Regions from separate parts of the Capsicum annuum genome. Here region 1 is linked to region 2. Evidence: chromatin contacts called from public Hi-C data. All regions are on one chromosome and are shown on one strand. The core of a region is the stretch at or near the end of the contact, and the rest is flanking DNA. Distances in the headings are between cores, read along the strand shown. Region 1 overlaps LOC107851081 (a long non-coding RNA gene). Region 2 overlaps LOC107850760 (co-chaperone protein p23-1).

The links. A called contact is a pair of places that touch in the nucleus more often than the background predicts.
Region 1: a contact with region 2 is called in a Hi-C map of leaf, with 4 times the contacts expected there. The contact joins two enhancer-like sites. A contact is called at or near these places in 2 of 5 Hi-C or Micro-C datasets (leaf and placenta).

Annotation. Positions count from the first base shown.
Region 1 is chr12:85,201,061-85,207,322 of UCD10Xv1.1, forward strand. LOC107851081 (a long non-coding RNA gene) reads left to right here. Exons shown (of 4, transcript XR_001668867.2): 3 at 1-349; 4 at 1,743-2,258. Among protein-coding and RNA genes, the nearest start is that of LOC107851081, 11 kb to the left of the region's middle. Within about 2 kb of position 3,386, at least 1 of the 5 cell types and tissues checked has an H3K27ac peak or open chromatin away from gene starts, as enhancers often do. A contact at or near this core is called in leaf, where this site is marked.
Region 2 is chr12:85,127,095-85,133,601 of UCD10Xv1.1, forward strand. LOC107850760 (co-chaperone protein p23-1) reads right to left here. Exons shown (of 6, transcript XM_047401872.1): 4 at 2,407-2,444; 5 at 2,264-2,315; 6 at 1,926-2,153. The coding sequence ends at 2,047. The region is part of intron 1 of LOC107850761 (a long non-coding RNA gene); the gene reads left to right. Among protein-coding and RNA genes, the nearest start is that of LOC107850761, 7.8 kb to the left of the region's middle. Within about 2 kb of position 1,402, at least 4 of the 5 cell types and tissues checked have an H3K27ac peak or open chromatin away from gene starts, as enhancers often do. A contact at or near this core is called in leaf, where this site is marked.

The sequences.
Region 1 (6,262 bases), core at 2,136-4,635, 76 kb after region 2:
TCCTCCACCAGCTACTACAAATCTTCCTCCTCCTCCTAGGTCAACTATTTCACTAGCAAATGCATTTTTCATGCCACCAACATCTGACCAATTCCATATCTCTTCTGCCCATAATAGTCTGCATAGTAGCTCTTCATCTGTGCCTTTGACATCATCCACACTTAGCCTTTCTTGATTGAGAAAGGGAGGTTCTAGCACTATCAATGGATGCTAGAAATGGAGGTTCTAGCATATCAACATCGCTATCCATTGATAGTGCTACAACAGCTGCTTCCCAAAACATGAAATTTAAAGAAGTATTAGAATATGACAATTACGGGATGCTAATTATCATCCATGATGGTGATGGGTAAGTAACCCTTATGTTTTTTCTTAATTTTTAAAATTTTCGAAAGCTAAGATGATTTAATGTAATTTTATTCGAGGTTCATTCCGCATATAGCACTGGGCATATGGTTATAGAAGCAATTATATCATTTTTCAATAAGCGGTGGGGTAGTTGGAACAAGATTCAATATGAAATCAGAATTCTAATGTAGAATCAGTTTATGGTATAATCAAAATTCAAAGAATTTACTATTTCATTATGCTGTGAAACTTGAAGTAAATAGGTTTTTCTAGTCCCTGAATCTTGGTATGCTTAACATTCGTTGCTAATTATTGAAGTATGATGAAGTAAATCATTGCAGTCCACTGGTGGTGATGTTTTTAGTTAACAAAAAAGAATTATCAACTTCATATTCAATAAGGATTTAGAAAGATTACCATAAATAAAAGAGCTGCCACTTTATTAATAGCTGTTAGTTGGTGCTATTGTTGCATACTATATGCCCACAACCTCAATGAGCTTCTTGGCTATTGCACTGGCATAAACAGTTAATCCTTCAAAAATCTGCATATTTTGAGTATTCGACAAAACACTAAATGACAAGCCTAGTGAAGTTACCATTCTAATTATGAGTTTTGTTCCATTTGAAGATTCAATTTCTTACTGAAATTCTATTTCCAAGGCGTTAGCAGCAGCCACATCTTGTTGGGAGGAATTGTGATGATATGTGTGTTGTTCTCGTATGGCAAAACATCTTCTGCTAGTCCACCATGTTGCACATGATGAGTAGCAGGATCAAAACAACCACTTTCGTTTGCATATATTTTCTTGGTTTTCTGTTGTACTTTTATAGACAACACAACAAAGGAGTAAGATGTCATTTTCAAGATTTCATTGTTCTGGGGGAAAAAGTAACTTTACCTAAACTTTTGGTACAATTAAGACCAGTTTTACTAAAGTTTGAGTCTTTAACTAGTCAACTTCATCAGATAAAACAAGGGAAGCTATGAACAGTTCCACAATATCAACAAGAAAAGATGAAACAGAAAAGGGAACAGTTCCATATTGCAGGTTCTAGTGATATTGCTATGCCTACTTGCTCTACTTTTCTTTTTTTCTAAAGTGGTCAGTTTAAAAAGTGATATCTATCTAAAAAGATTGTCAAAGACTCAGATGTCAAACGTTCTTTGCACCTGCTTCCTGATAATGTCAATCCATTAAACTATGCATTCATTTGGCTGGCAATCATTTTGATGTGGCTATGTAGGCTCACTTCTTAAATTTATTTTATAGTAATATGAAGATTTTATTAACTTGCAGCTATTTTATAAGCTATGCATTTGATTGCCTAAAGGTAGTTTTTCCTTTGTATCTATTAACTCATTTCATGACTTTATATTAAACTATTTTACAGGCAAAGTGTAGATGAAGGTCTTGTCATGAAAAAGAAACAGAAGCCATTTTCTAGTTGAAAGCATCTCTAAGAATCAAAGAACACTTGTATGAGGCCCAAAAAAAATTGCAAAAATCTGGTTGGCTTACGAAAGAAGTGTGGGTCAAGTTCTTGAAAATATGGGATACTTCGAAATATAAGGCGAAGAGGGAACGAGCAAAGGTAAATCGGGCCTATGAAACGGGTGGCTCGTTGTGTATCAGAGGTTCGATGAGTTTTGCTACCCACCAACGAAAATAGTACTTGACATACTAACATTCGTGCTAGCGATTCTATTTGACACGATATTCAAATATTGTTCACAAGTCTTGCCAAATTGGTAAGACTAATCTGTGTTCTTCAATCGTTTACAAATTGTTGGATTGGTAATACTATAACCAATTAACATATATCCATTATATATCCTAAGGGTGGTTTGTAAACAACACTCTGGAGCTTATCATCAATTGATTTATGTAGCTCAAACTGCAAGGGAAAGAAGCTGTCTTAAACTTGAATGACTTGCATGTAAAATGTGCAACATGATTAGAAGTTCAGTTTTCTATAGATGGTCAAATACTTCAGAATTTTTTTATGCACTAACTTATTAGCGCTGCTATTGCAGTCCAAATCATATTTTTAGAAATAAAGTATGGGTCAGCAGGATTATGAATCTATCACTGAAAAGACAAGGGGTCATTATTTCACAACAAGACTTAACCAATGCTTCTCTGGGATGATAAACTCATAATATGGTAATTTATTCCTTGTGATATTTATGGAACTCAAGATTTCTGGGTTAGTCGTTATGGTTTTGAATAAACAAAAATGGTAGATCATGAGCTGGAAACGCCTCTGAAGTTCGATGTATCATGTGCGCCATTTTTTAAGACAAAGGGTTGTATATATGTCACTTTAGATTTTGATTTCTAGTTGGTTGTTCCTTTTGAACGAGTACTCGTGTTATTTCACTGTCTGTTTTATTTAAGTTAAAAGCACTCCTGTCCATATCTGGTATCTTTTGTTTTTCTGTTACTGTGAATGGTGGACATAAAATCATGTAAATGTGCAACATGATTATATTTATGTATCATCAAGTGACTTGCTCGAAGAGTGTGTAAATTACTGGGGGATGTGAGATTTAATGGTGTAAGTGAATTTAAAATGTGCAACATGATTAGATGTTCAATTTTCTACTTCACATTCTTTATTTGAACTTGAATTCGCTGGAACTTCTAACCACAATTTAGGATTTGGGACGGACAGATTTCCTTTTGGATGGCTCAACTTGAAAATTTCTAAGCCATTTAAGATAGCATGGCTCAACTTGAAAATTTCTAAGCCATTTAAGATAGCATTTTCATACACAACTTTTATTTCCGTGTTAGGTCGCAATTCAAGTGACACATCTTTCTTGCCTCGTCAACCATTTGAATCTCTCACAAACACCACGTAGTCTGTGTACATTGGGACTCTCCAACCGCCACTCTATTGAATTGCATCACCCAGTTGATCTTCCATTTGGTTTCCAATGTATATATCAAAAACCCGATAGTTCCGTTCCTTAACTTCCAGCTGAATGTCACAAAAATAGAGCCTAAAAAGATGGTAAACCCAGATCTAGAGGGAATATCCAATCCAGGCTCTTGCTGTAATTAGCCATCATCCTAGAGGTTGTCTAGACTATGTTTAGCGCAGTGTAAGTCGGGGTTTTAAAAGTGTAAGTGATGTTGACATGTAAATGAGGAGTTTGATAGCCATATCCAACTACAAAGTCTTCATCTACTGCCCACACATGATACATGCATATATCCCTTGTGCTCGAAACCAAATTGCTCCCCACGTTCAGGCTGTACACATTTTCAAGAGCAATGTTATTATTGATGTAATAACGATTATTCTGCCCCGCCAACATGATGCCATCGCTATCTCCGCGGAGATAAAGATCAGTTGGCATGGAGACAATCTCGATCCCATTAACAAAAGCGTAAGAGTTTGGCAAAGGAGAAAAGGTTATATTTTTTGATGGTAAAGAAGACTGCACTATATTTTTGACTAATTAGAATATGTAGTCGGTACCTTGTGTTTCAATTTAAGCTTTTTCCTTACATCCTCACATGCTCACTATTTATGGGGCATGCAAATCCTGGAGTTCTTTTTAAAAGATTAGTTCTGGTGTTCTTTGAGAATCATCCTCACATTATATATATCCTACTAAATCCCTTTTAGAAATGAAAATATAGCGTATATAGGTATGATTCTGAGTTGTAAACTTATAATTCATTGCCTGGAAATGTTATCATTATCTAACAAATGTTATTCAGATTCTTGATGTAATGGATGCCAATGTGATTACAACTTTATCATAAGATCTCCCAAGGAACTTGTGCGGTTAAGACCTTATTTATGATTGTTGGTAGTGTATGTGCACCAGTGCCTAATAGCTGGTGGTAAAAATCAAGTACCTCACTTTCAATGTCATTCACTCTTCAAGTAATTATGGGATAATCGTTTTGAGAATAATTTGACTATTACTGAGTGCTTTCGGAGCTGATATATTCTTTGTTTTTCTGTTCTGAGCAATATAGAGTCTGTTAATGGTTCTAACCCTTTATTTTTTTTTTATGTATTGTCGATATTCTTGATTAAGCTCTCTAGTTTTATCCAAAAGTATCTCCTTGAAGGATTGTTTATCTTGAGCATCTGCTTCCTTAGTACATGTAGTAGGTGTGTGGATATTGTCATATTCCAGCAGGAACTCTATTCATTATTTGTTAAAAAAAACTCCATCATATCTCTTTATTGTGTATGGATTCAATCCTTGCCCCTATATATTTGTTATAGTTGCATGAGTACAAATATGTGACAATACAGGTTGTCATTTGTTTTCACTGTGTGACTTCAAAGATTTGGTGGCTACTGGTATCTCTTTTCTAAAATTTTGTAGCAATACTTAAATTGGGGAAAAAATGTAATTCTTATTAAGGCCTTCGAAGAGACGCATAAGAAGAAAGGGAAGGACAGTATAAGAGAAGATTGGGTCAAAATGCATGCTAAGGATACAAATGTAAGATAATAACTTTACATGCAGTATTTTCTTATTATTCAACTTAGTTTGTTTACATAATGACAAATTATTTTTCTTTCAAGAAGACTTCAAAAATGCACGGAAGATTGGCATCAAACCCAACGTGTTTTAGAGGATGGTACCATGGTCCAACCATCACCTGCATATATGACTAAAATATGGACAACTGTGACCGGTGGTCCAAAAAAAGGTTGAACCTACAGGCTTGTGGTTCTCCAATCCTCGAGTAGTCCTTCGTTGTTGCCCAACTCCTCTTCAAACTATGGAAGAAATTGAAGAGATGAGAAAGAAAATTGTAGAGTTGACGCAACAGTTTGCAGCTAATGATGCTAAATTTTCTAAGTTTGCTAAATTTGAGGAATTGGTCAAGAAGCACATGCCTCAAGTATTTGATGATGAGGAAGAGGGTGAATCTGATGATGATTAGATTGTAGTTGTCGTTTTTTGTTTCTGATTGTGACCTTTAGACTTAAAGTTCACTTGGAATGTTTAAAATATTTGACTCGATGTTTTTTTTTGGATTGTGATGTTATTTAGACTTAAAGTTCTCTTGGGATGTTTAAACTATTTGACTTGATGTTTGTTTTGGGTGTTTCAAATACTTACTCTATGTTTAAGTGGTGGAATTTTTAAATTTTGGTTGTGTTTGTAATTTTCAAATCCTATTGTAAAAAATACAGTGCGTATGTTGTTATCGTTTGTAATATGAGAGCAATGAAAACTAATTAAACAACCCTATTGCTGACAAAAAAAAAAAAAAAATTCAACTATGGTGGTCGGAAAAGTAAATACTTTTCTAGAAAAAAGTTAAGACTTTTGAGTATAGTGGTCGAAATATAAATTGAACAAATCAATATACCGACTATTGTATTCGAAATAAATATTTTACTAAATAATTATTTTATAATTTTTCGACTACAGTAAACAGAAAGATTTTATTTATTAAATAATTATTTATTAATCTTTCGACTGCACTAGCTAGAGTATTATTTTTATTTGATCATTTTATAATTTACATGTTGCAACTACTGTAGTCGGAAATGTTTTTCCAACAAGCTCTTTTTCTACTATCCTAAAACAGTCGAAAAGTTATCCGAAATTTCTTATTTTTCGACTATATTCCGACTGCATTATCTTTTGAAAAATTACAATTTTTTAGTAGTGTCCTTTCCCAAAACAATTACTAATATATATAGCACTGAATAACTAAGAAAAGAGTGGGTTGATAACTTGGACAACAATATGAATTCCTTGAGAGGAGATATTAATATCATTGATACTGATTTATCTTCATTCCACAAGATGACTAAACCTCCAGAACTTCTAATTGAGGGGTATTTGATTTTTTAGAGAATCCCAACTCTTCAGTCAACTGATTATGGTCACTCATTCTAGTTTCTAAAAGAGTTTGAAT
Region 2 (6,507 bases), core at 152-2,651:
ATTCTAAGCCGGGGGTCTATCGGAAACAACCTCTCTACTTCACCTGAGGTAGTGTTATGGACTGCGTACACTCTACCCTCTCCAGACCCACTAGGTGGGAATATACTGGGTATGTTGTTGTTGTATATTTAATTAATTTTTAACTCTTAAATATTAGAAAAAAATAGTGAAAAAATGATTTTGTCTAAAACAAAGATTTTTAATAAAAGGGCAAAAACTTCAAACAATATTTCTAAGGTCCCTTCACACTTTTAATATATTATAGATTATAGATATAGATTATATTATAGATAGATAATATTGTGGAACTCACTTGTCATTAGGGCTGCTTATCGGGCGGATCAGACGGATAAATATGCTTAACGGTTTGGCTTATCGGATATCGGCTTTTAAATATACTAATTCACTAGCCAACGAATAAGATATCGGTTGGTTCGATTCTGATTAGTAATTATTGGATGGTTAACGAGCGGTATATTGGTTCAACCATTTAACAAATATTAATCAAAATATACTTAAGTAAATATATTTATATATTAGAAGTCAAAACTAGTCTAATATGGTCCAAACTCCGTACTAATGAGCTAGCAAATCAATAAGAAATTCAACTCGAAAATCGTATCAAATCATATATAACTATGATGCATGTGAGCTAGCTAATACAACATGTAGCTCTCTTGCCATAATCGGAAGTCCAAAATAGAGAGTAAAATAACTTGTTTTGGTTTGATCTTTAAGAAATGACGTTTTGATTTGATCAATTTTAAGAAACGGTAGAATATTAAATGGAGCTTTAGGGCTAATAATAGGTACTTTAAAGTATATAGCTAATGGTAAAAGTTAATTATAATAGTTCTTAACGGGTTAACGATTTACCCAATAAGAAAATTGAGTAATCCAGTCCCGCACCGATAAATCGTTAACTATAAAATTTTAATCTGTTTTCCAACCGTTAATCTAATAACCCAATACCAATAAGCCAATAAGTCAATTTTGTGATTGGCTTATCAGTTACGGGTCGATTTTGAACAACCCTACTTGTCACCTTTATTTAATTAAAGACTTAGAGGGACTTTCAGCTCATTTTTCTTCCCTTAGTATTTTCCAACTGTTTTGAGAAAGAGAGGATGACATTGTTATCTTGTGTGAATCATCTAAACGTAAGAACGATAAGATAGCTGTTGATGGACTGATTTCGAGGTAGGGGATAACTGGCAAACAGAAACTCGAAATACATCTCTAGCATTCGTTGTGTTGGTGTTTAATGCTGTCGTGGAGTATTGCGCGTTTGAGAAATAAATAAATATATGGAAATTACGCTGACCCTAATGCACATTACCTAAGGATCCAACTGAATTGGCTTTATTGTTGACTTTAAGTAGCAATAATAAAGAAAATAAGATCTCATACGTAATCATATCATATTACGTTATCAGTCAAAGATGGCTACAAAGAGAAATTGGGACAAGACAGGGTACGGCAAATTCAGGTTAGATGACAAATTTAAATGAAAATTAACAGAGTTTTACTGTTCCAAACTTGCTATGTTTGACTAAACAGTGGAACAAAAGAAGATTTTTGAAAAAAGTTAAATCGAAGTATATCAGGTCTCTGCAGTGTGTGAGGTGCCCCATGTGAAAAAACCGGGAAAAAAAAATGATACGCAAAGTGAGGTAGGGAAGGTTAAGATTTTGCGAATGAAACATAACTTGCCTCACCACCCAATTTACCACCCTTGAGGTGCTAACGATTGGTAAACTCGCAACCTTCAAAGCCACATAAAGACACAAGCCACGACTTTCTTCTCCCAACCAAGAATGATACCATTGTTCTACTTTATCTGGTCAGTTTCCCACATAATCCCAAATGCATGGGCACTGAATGCAAAGCCCAAACCTAAGCTCCACAACCAACAGGCAGACACATTACTTCAAACTACATATGTTATACCAAGTACCAGCAATTAACAATTTCTGCATATGCCCCTAATCAGCAGTATATAGCAATAAAATATCAGTTGACTAAAGCATAAAAAAGTGGGATCTCTCAAGCTTTTGTCTCAAGTTCAGTGCTTGCAGTAGCTGCTGCTTGAGGTTCACTATGGCCATGATTTCCTTCCTCAATTTCTTCTTCAGTGTCGCTATCATCTTCTCCTGCAAAAATCACATCATAATATATCCAAAATGGGGATGAAACAAGATCCAATCCCAACACGTGACCCTTGGATATCAATTCTAGCTGCATAACAAAAAAACAGGTTTACCTTCAGGCACATCGGCATCAAAATCCCCCGAACCACCGCCCATGTTGAGTTGCTGAAATATCAAGAGAAAGGTAATGTAAGCCCAAGATCAGCACATATCAACAGCAATAACTACAGTATACTTATTTCATGATCATGCTTACCGAAAAGTCGATGTCGCCAAAATCCATATCTGGTCCAGCTGCTGCAAAATTTTAAATCATGGTAAATATTGTAGGAAAATTATTTAGTTATTTCAAAATAATTTGAAGTATATTGAAAAAGCTATATCTTTAAATGTATTTTAGAAGCCATCAAGAGATATACTTGAGAAGGCTTACTTTGGAAGCCATCAGGAGATATACTGGAGAAGGCTTACTCTAGAAGTCATCAAGAGGTGTACTTGAGAAGCTACGTCTTACCTATAAATACTCCTTCAATCCTTACAACAATTATTAACATTCTTAATTTCCTCTTTAGTTTCTCTCTTATAATCCTGCTTAATGATTTAGTTATAATAGTTTAACTTGCTGGTATTTGTACTAATAATTTTGTTGATTCCTGTATCCTTTAATTAATTAGGAAAATGTTTGTTTAATCCTGGGAAAATATTTCACACTGCTGAAATAGTTTCTTAGGACCGTGCTTAGCACGACTCAAGTATAATTAATATACCACTTAAAATAATATCGTAGTAATATTTATTTAATATTCAGTATTATTAACTGTTATTATTATTATTCCCCAACAATCTAAGAAATTATGACAAATAATTCTACTCCCGGTACTTCTGCTACAGAAGTAGCTCCTAATACTCCTGTTCCGGTTGTTCTACCATATGCAAAACCATTTCCTGATGTTTCAAATATTGAAATATTTGCTAATGAAAACTTTAAAAGGTGGCAAGAACGAATTTTTTCACTACTTGATGTTCATGGTGTTGCATATGCTTTGTCACAACCTGGTGCAGACGTTGATAGCAAAATTTTGGAATCATGGCAATATGCCAATAAGGTATGTCGCCATACTACTTTACAAACAATTTCTAATGAACTATTTGATGTATATTGCAGTTGCAAAGAAGCAAAAGTCATTTGGGAAGCTTTAATCAAGAAGTTTACAGCTGAAGATGTAACCAAACAAAAGTTTGTGGTTGAAAAATTTTTACAATTGACAAATGAGTTATGTGAAAGAAATAAAAATTCAAATAAATGAATATAAAAAACTGTTAGAAGATTTGAAGGCTGAGGACATCGCTTTACCAGGAAAATATGTTGCTGGAGTATTAATTGAAAAATTGCCTGAATCATGGAATGACTATAAAAATAACTTAAAACATAAGTAGACAAATTTTACTATTGAGGAAGTAATAACTCATATTCTAATTGAAGATACCAACAGAAAGGAGTCATTCAGAGCTAAGTAGGCTGCGCTCAACACACATTTAGTACAAGGTCAACACAGCCATAACAGAAGGTATGGTAATAAGTCTCAAAGTTACAAACCTAATAATCCCAATTTTAAGAAAAGAAAAGACACTTGTTTTACTTGTGGAAAACCAGGTCATTATACCGCTCAATATAGACACAGAATAAGAAACAACAAAGAAATGAGAAATCCTCCCAAAGCTAATCTAGCTTAAGGAGATGAAATAATTGCAATTGTTATTTCTTCAGTGAATATGGTGGCACATGTAAAAGAATAGACGGTAGACTCTGGGGCTACTCGACATATTTGTACAAATCGAGAAGCATTTTCCTCCTATACATCAATAGGAGATGACAGTGAAGTAGTCTACCTTGGAGACTCAAGAACTGCTAAAGTCTAGGCAAGGGTAAAGGACTCCTAAAACACACTTCGCGAAAAACTTTAGCCCTAATGGATGTGCTACATGTTCCTACAATGCAAGCAAACCTGATTTCTGTGGCTTTACTGGATAAAGCTGGAATAAAAGTATGTTGAATCTAATAAGATTATTTTGACAAAAAATAATGTATTTGTAGGAAAAGGCTATTGTAACCATGGACTTTATGTACTTAATATTATCAATAATAATGCATCAGCTTCTGCTTATATGATTGAGTCTATTTCTTTATGGCATGCTAGATTACAACATGTTAATATCAAATATATAAAGAATATGCAATTACTTGGTTTAATATTTGGTTTGGATTCAAGTAATTTCGATAAATGTGAAATATGTGCTGAAGCTAAAATTACTAAAAAGTCATATTTTTCATTTTTGATTCACACTGATTTGGGTGATTTAAAACAAACTATGACTAGAGGTGGTAAAAGATATTATGTGACTTTTATTGATGATTTCTCCAGATTTACTAAATTGTATTTGCTTAGAAATAAAGATGATGCATTTGATGCTTTTGTATTTTATAAATCTAAAGTTGAAAATCAACTTAGTAGAAAAATCAAGAGAGATCTAATAGAGGTGGAGAATATGTATCTTTAAATGCTTTTTGTGAAAAAAAGGTATCATTCATGAAATAACTTCGCCTTATTCACTTGAGTCTAATGATGTAGCTGAGAGAAAAAATAGGACACTGAAAGAAATGATGAACTCTATGCTAATTAGCTCTAATACACCTGATAATTTGTGAGGTGAAACTATTTTATCTGCATGTCATTTACAGAATAGAATTCCTCATAAAAGAACTGACATAACTCCTTATGAATTGTGGAAAGGTTATAAACCTAATTTGAAATATTTAAAAGTGTGGGGTTGCCTTGGTAAAGTTCTACTTCTTGAACCTAAAAAGAGAAAAATAGGTTCTAAAACTGGTGATTGCATGCTTATTGGATATGCTGAACATAATGCTACATACATATTTCTTGTCTTGAAATGTGATGTACTTGATAGTAATACTATAATTGAGACAAAGAATGCTGAATTTTTTTAACATATTTTTTCACTATGTGATAAAATCTCTCATGCACCTGTTGAAAGAGAAAATGAATCTACCTCTAATATTGAGGAACTGAGAAGGAGTAAAAGGCCTAGAAAAGAATATTTTTCTTATGGAAATGATTTTCAAACTTTTCTTGCTGATAATGAACCATCAAATTAATTTGAAGCTGTATCTTCTTTCGATGCTAAATTTTGGAAAGAGGCAATAAAAATTGAACTTGATTCAATTATGAAAAATAATACATGGGTTTTAACTGATTTACCTCCTGGTGCAAAATCGATTGGTTGTAAATGGATTTTCAAAAAGAAACTTAATTCGGATGGATCTTTAGATAAATATAAAGCTCGGTTAGTAGCTAAGGATTTTCTCAAAAGCAAAATGTTGATTATTTTTGATATATTTGCACCAATAACAAGAATTTCTTCTATTCGAATATTAATCGCTTTGGTATCAATTCATAAACTTTTTATCCATTAAATGGATGTAAAAACAACTTTCTTAAATGGCGATTTAAAAGAAGAAATATATATGGTTGAACTTGAAGGATGTGTAATTTCTGGACAAGGAAATAAAGTTTGTAAATAAATTAAATTTCTTTATGGCCTTAAACAAGCTCTTAAACAGTGACGTAAGAAATTTGATCAAGTCTTAATAAAAGATGACTTTTCTTCTATTGAGGCGGATAAATGTGTTTATACAAAAGTGGTAGACAATGATTATGTGATAATTTGCTTATACATTGATGACATGCTTATATTTGGTACATGTTTAAATATTGTGGAACATACCAAATTATTTTTGTCTACTAACTTTGATATGAAAGATCTGATTGAAGTGAATCTGATATTGAAAATTAAAGTTATAAGGAGTGAAGATGGTATAATATTGTCACAAGAACATTATGTTGAAAGACTTCTTAAAAAGTTTGAATGTTGGGAGGTAACTCCTGTAGCCACTCCTTATGATGCTAATTCTAAATTAAAAAAGAATAATGGTGACCCAGTTGCTTAGTTTAAGTATGCACAGATTATTGAGAGTCTGATGCATTTAATGAATTTTACTAGGCTTGATGTAGCCTATGCTGTGTGAAGACTGAGTAGATATACTCATAATTTCAATAATGAGCATTGGTCTTATCACGACTGATGAAATATTTGAGAGGAACTGTGAATTTTGGTATCTCGTATAGTGGATTTTCTTCAATTTTAGAAGGGTATTGTGATGCAAATTGGATCTCTGATTCAGATGAGACAATCTAGTGGTTATGTGTACACTCTTAGTAGTGGTGCAGTATCATGAAGATCAGCTAAGCAGACGATCATTGCTAGATCAACTATGTAA